Regions from separate parts of the Gossypium hirsutum genome. Here region 2 is linked to region 1. The links are chromatin contacts, called in public Hi-C maps. All regions are on one chromosome and are shown on one strand. The core of a region is the stretch at or near the end of the contact, and the rest is flanking DNA. Distances in the headings are between cores, read along the strand shown.

Region 1 (3,144 bases), core at 269-2,768:
TTAAAAATAAAAGGAAATAGCGAAAAGGACCGAATTGCAATGCTCTTTAAAATTGGAGGGACTGAGCGCGCAAATAGCCCATCCAGCGAAAACACGCGGATCATCCCCTCGGGTCGGGTCACCGCGCGGGTCAGGTTGGAACGGCGTCGTTTCAACGCCTGGGGCTATGGCGCAAAACGGCGCCGTTTTGAAACGCTTATAAAAATAAAAATTTTTCTTTTTTTGCTTCATTTTCTGCCTTTTCCTTAAAAAAAAAACTGAATCTCATCCTCTTCCCTCTCTCCCTCACGACTTCTGGCCTTTGATTCAGGCCTCCATCGCACCACCTCCACGGCCGGTGGCCGGAGTTGCGCGAAATGGGCTTTTCAGCCCTCCTTTCAGTGTCCTCGAAGGCTAGGCCTTCTCAACCGAGGGACCGAGTATAAAAGGAAGAGACTTTCCTCCCCGTTCGACTCCGGTGACGGCGAAGGAGGGCTCCGACTCTGGCTTCCGAAACCAACAGGTATCTTCTTTTTTAGTTTCGTTTTCGTTAAGAAAGATTGTAGAAAAACAACAAAAATAAAATAAAATAAAAGGAAAATAAAGAAAATAAAAACGCAAGAACAGAAAAAGAAACAGAATCAACCTTTTTTTTATTTTTGATCCTTTTTTTTTATTCACTGGTGTTGTTAATTCACTGTAAGAAAAATACAGACATAGTGTTTGGCTTTTATAGCCGATCCATTTCTATTTTCTCTATTATTTGCTACTTTGCGTGTTTCCCCCTTGTTTGTAGAGTGATTTGATGCTGATGGGTTAGGTGGCAGAGTTGGTGGTTGCTAGAGGCGACGGCAACAGAGAGGAAATGAAGGCGGCGGCGTGGAAGTCAAAAAGGGCAAGTGGTGCGGCTGAAGGCAGTAGGCTAGGGTTCTGTTTTCTGATTTGCACTTTGGGCTATTTGGGCCATTAGGGTTTAGTTTTAGTGGGTTTAGATTTTGGGTCCAGGTTTGGGCTGATAGGTAAGGTCTAGGTGGTATTGGGTTAGTGTTGGGTTTGGTTATTGGGTAATGGGCCTCGGTTAAAAAAAATTGGGCTTGTACAATATTAAATAAATTTCAAATATAAAATATTCATACACAATGTCTTGCTAAAAGTTTTTATTATTTATTATCATTTCAGTAAAAAGTTAATATACTTTTTAATATCATTTATGCACCAATTTATGCACAATGTTTCGGTGAGACAACTGGAATTGAACGAAACACGCCAAAATGACTAACAAAGATCGAAATTTCAATAGGTACGAAAAAAGAAGTTGATTGCATTGATTTATTATTAGAATGATTTGTATCGACTTGAACGCATTTAAATTCATATCCTCTTATATGTTACAACCACAATAATAATAACAAATGAGTTAAATCTCAATCCGCATCAATTTAGTGGGTCCTAAGCGTTTAGCGTCAACCAAGTACTACGCCTGATGGCATGAAGGTTGGCGACAAATGACTAAAACTTACGGAGTGGAAAAGGGGTTAGATGTGTAAAATGAAAAACAGAAGTGATCGTATCAACTGTTTTCGCCCCAGTCAATAAGGCATTCAAAAGTCTTAGTCACAACAAGCTTTGGGTGATTTTCCTAGAAATTTCATATTGTTAAAAACATATATTGGTCTCATTCCTCAATGTCGGACCTTCCTTCAGTCTGTCCTAAACTTCCACAATTCTTTCGCCTACATATATTACATAATGTAGGAACTAATTGCCACGATTAATATTTTTTTCGCCTACGAAAAAAGGAAAAAAAATTAATTAAATCGTTGCATTCAATTGAGATTCTATTGTTAATCGAAATAGTTAATCATTTTCGTCACCATGTTGATTGTTAAAATCAGTTGGTAGACCAATTAAATAGTAACATGTGATAGTTTCAAATTTAATCTTATATTTTTTTTCAAAAAATCAAAAAAAATTAAAAATAATTAAAAATAAAAAAGTAATAGAAATAAAATATTAAAAATTTATTTAAACCTACAAAAATTATAAAAATTCATAAAAACTTATAAATATTTTATAAATTATAAAAATAATTATAAAAAATAAAACATATTAAAAATAATTATAAAAATTATAATAAGTTCTAATAAATTATATAAATTATAATTTTTAATAAAATTAAAAAAATATGTAAAAATTCATTTATTGATTCCTCATTTTAGAAATTAAACACTTCAAATCTAAATAAACATGTAACATTAGATCAACCGTTAGATAATGAGACTAGTCATTAGAATTAATGTTGTTTGAATTGAAATGGATCAATCGGTTAGATCGGTTGAACTGGGAACTGAAAGGGTATTGATCTAGAGAAAACCATTAGACCAGTTGACCCAAGAATCAATACGGATCGATTAAACGATGGTTAAACTAGACTTTGTTTCCATTTATTTTATTTATTTACTATTTTTAATGATTTATTTAATTGAATCGGACAAGCCAGTCAAACTTGTCAAATTGGTGAACGTGTGGCCTGATCGATTCGACTACTGACTCGGTTCTGTAAACTTTGGTCAGAATACTTCATGCTAACATATGCTACTATTTGCAACCGTTGGATAATAAAATTCAATAGTTTGGACTTTGAAATGTTGAAAATTTTTCGTGCTAACATATGCTAATATTTGCAATCGTTGGATAATAAAAGAATTGGACTAGCCTCCAAGTGAATCGTTCTGAACCATTAAAAAATAGAAAATCGAAAAAAAATTGATGGTTGAACTGGTTTATAGATTTAAATATTTTTTTATTATTTTTATGGATTTTTTAATTGTTTGTTTAGCTATTATTAGATCAATTATCAAATTGGTTTAACTGGCATGCGGTAGTCTAATCGATTATTGTTTCTAAAACACTAGATAAATCTTAAAACTAAATATAAACTTCAATTTAATATACCTTGTGACACTTGAACTTCGATTTTATACAATTGTCTATTTGATATTTTGATTTTATTCAATTTCACAAATCACTAATACTATTATTGATATAATATCATTTTACATTTCATATTACATATAAAAATATTTATATTAGTTAAACATGAAAATAAATTGATGTATTTGTTTTAAAATATGTATAGATAAACCAAAATAAAAATTTTATATA
Region 2 (3,144 bases), core at 237-2,736, 160 kb after region 1:
TGTTTTAAAATTTAGAAAACACAGATTAAATTTTAAAGGGATATTTGATTACTTTGGACAAACGGAAAATCGAAACCCAGCATGTTAGGGCACGATTTCCCAAATTTCCAAACATCAAACATTACCTTTGTTTTGGGAGATTTTCAAATAAACAATTGTAAAACCAGCTCAAAATGCATTAGTTTAACTTGAAATAAAATGGAATAATTAATTTTGGATCAATAAGTTGAAAATTTCAATTGTAATGTGACACTTGTGGATGAAAGGCGAAATTATAAGTATGGGACAATGTACATGAATAATGTACTATACTTAGTGATTGAAAATAGTATAAACATAAAAAATAAATTAACAAACACACAATGACAATGAGCTCACATCCTATTTTGAAAAACATTATTAATTAGAATAATGGAAACTAAAATATAACTAATCAACGAAACACATTAGAATAAATTATAACTAAATTTTCAAACATAAATGAATAACAATTGAAATGATAATACAAAGGACGAATAAACTATATGCAACAATAATATATGAAATAATATGCAAAAAAAAAACAATTAATATACAAAACAATATGGAATATAGGAAAACAATTCAAAAACCGTTAAATATATGAAAAATTTTAAAATAAACAACACATGCTAGGGTTTGAAATAATTTACATATAAATGTATCAATGATTATTGAAATATTTTAAAAGAAGAAACTTGGATCAAATAATGTACAAAATATTTTTAGAAAATGAAATGTCTATTTTAAGTTGACAATGTACGTATAATAAAAGATAATTTGAATAATATATAAAATATGAAAGGTTTTTAAATAACAAAAATATACAATAAAATATGTTCTTATGGAATGAACTATATACATAATAGATTTTTTTAATATATATATATACAAATAGATTTAAAAGAAATTATATATATAAAATAACATGGAATTAACAATGTATTTAGAATAAAACTAACTTTATCAAGAACTATATATGTATAATAATATAAAAGGGAAATTTAAATTAATTATTATACAAAATTTTAAAAAAATATGATATAAAAGAGAGCTTTAAAATAATGATTTCACAAAAAAAATAAAATTATCAAAGTAATTCAAAATGTATAAAAAAGAATTTTTAAAAAAATGAATGTTAAATGAGTTTTTAAAAGAATAATGAATCATACAAATTAAAAGACTCAATTGAAATAAAATTAAGTTAAAAGGGATAAATAATATATAAAATAGGCTATTGAAATCACAAAGGACTAAAGCGCAACGCATGCGAATGTACAGGGATCAAAACTAGAAATATTCCAGATCTAACACACATAGTTTAGGTGCGGGCTAAATTGAAATGCCATGCAAATTCTAGGAAAAATTTAAAACAAATAAAATGTGAATAAGGACTAATTGAAAAGTCAACGCAAAAGGGAAGGACTATCCCCGCAAATCTCCCATTTGAAGCACAAAAGCGCGGATCCGGGTTATGGAGCGGGTTGACGCGCGGATCCCCCTCCCCTTAAATGGTGCCGTTTTATTTTGTTATCAAAACCAAAGAAAAATGAATGGCAATTTGCCATTTTCGCAAGCTACAAACCAAATACCCATTTGCTAGGGTTTCGGCGCAGCCTAAACTCTCCATCCGCCTCTGCCATTCAACCACCATTTCACCATTATAATCGGTGAATGATGCGGAGGCACTCTTTATTTCCACCAAAGCAGAGACTCAAGGCTTATTTTCACCCGAAAATCCCCATCCCAAACTTTGATTTTGACGGAGGAGACAAGGATCTCAACGGTGCATCCACGAAAGTAAGTCTCTCCCTTTTCTTTTTTTAAATTTACTCTACGAAACAAACTATATGTAGGAAGAAACAGAAATACTAAAAAACGAAGGGAAAAAAATTGAAATCACCTTCTGATTTTTTTGCTGATTCTTTGTATTCAGTATCCGTAAACTTTACAAAAAACTTCGGCCCTTTTTATAGCTGATTTACAGAAAATAAAAGAGGGAAAAAAATAAATCACGATTTGCTGGCCTATTTTCTGTTATTGGTGCTGTTCTTGTTACTTTTTCTCGCAGGTTCTGCTGATGTGGGAGTGTACGGAGAAGAAGGCTGTGACGTGGAGAGGCCGTGCGTGGGAAACCACTCGTGAAAGCCCGATTCCCTGGCTAGCCGCGGTGCTAGCATGTTCCAGAAACCTCTAGAGTTTCTGGTACTCTTAAATTGTTGGGCCCATTTGGGCCTTTTAGCAGTGGCCTGTTGTAACTTGGGCTAGGGATTAAGTTGGGGTGTTTTGGGATCTAGGCCAATAAGTTTATGTTTTATTTTGGGTTTTAATTTGGGTCTCGGTTAATGTTTTGTATTTTGGTTGGTATAAATTTAGCATTTGGATTTATTGAAGGTTGTAAGTGGACTATTTGGACTGTTTTAATTTGGACCTTATTTGGTTTTTATTTTAATCTATTTGGTTTATTTATTTGACTTGTAGATAATTTTAATGCGCCCGGGCAAATTGGGCTAATTACAGTAACTATGATGAAGGGGTTTTAGTATAAGATATAGTCGATGTTAGGAGTAATAAGGATTGGTATTGTTTTGTTAGCTATTTGTACCACCAAGTTATTATGTTCATAGCAGGCATAAGGCCTCCTAGCAGTTTAGCGAGGGTTGATAAGTGTGTGTGGCGTTGGGAACCGAATAGACAAATAACAATTGTTAGTGCTTACTATTACATAGCTTCAAGCACTTGGGATGACAAATCTAAGGACTGAGTTTTGATTTGGCATATCCACGCACCTCAACGGGTTAGGAATTTCTTTTGGCTTTTTTTTTAAAGGAGATAATTCTTACCAACCAAGAGTATTGTAGAAGGAAGGTTTCTGATGATGCATCTTGCTTTTCATGTGGAGATTGCGTTCATGCCATTCGAGACTGTTTGTTCTCGAGTCAAATATGGAAGCAATTGGTCTAATATAATATACAAGATATGTTTTTTCAACTACCTCTTCGAGAGTGAATTTTATTCAATATTCATAATACAAATATTGGTGCTTATTCTGACTATGATTGGAATTCTATGTTTAGCATTGTGTGTTGGAAGCTTTGGAAGTAGTGTAACTATGTTATGTTTAGG

What was found. A called contact is a pair of places that touch in the nucleus more often than the background predicts.
Region 2: a Hi-C map of leaf shows a contact between it and region 1, with 2.0 times the contacts expected there. The contact joins two enhancer-like sites. A contact is called at or near these places in 3 of 34 Hi-C or Micro-C datasets (hypocotyl and leaf).

What each region holds. Positions count from the first base shown.
Region 1 is chrA03:86,850,228-86,853,371 of Gossypium_hirsutum_v2.1, forward strand. No RefSeq gene overlaps it. Among protein-coding and RNA genes, the nearest start is that of LOC121219529, 6.2 kb to the left of the region's middle. Within about 2 kb of position 1,519, at least 1 of the 9 cell types and tissues checked has an H3K27ac peak or open chromatin away from gene starts, as enhancers often do. A contact at or near this core is called in leaf, where this site is marked.
Region 2 is chrA03:87,010,880-87,014,023 of Gossypium_hirsutum_v2.1, forward strand. No RefSeq gene overlaps it. Among protein-coding and RNA genes, the nearest start is that of LOC107886273, 4.9 kb to the right of the region's middle. Within about 2 kb of position 1,487, at least 9 of the 9 cell types and tissues checked have an H3K27ac peak or open chromatin away from gene starts, as enhancers often do. A contact at or near this core is called in leaf, where this site is marked.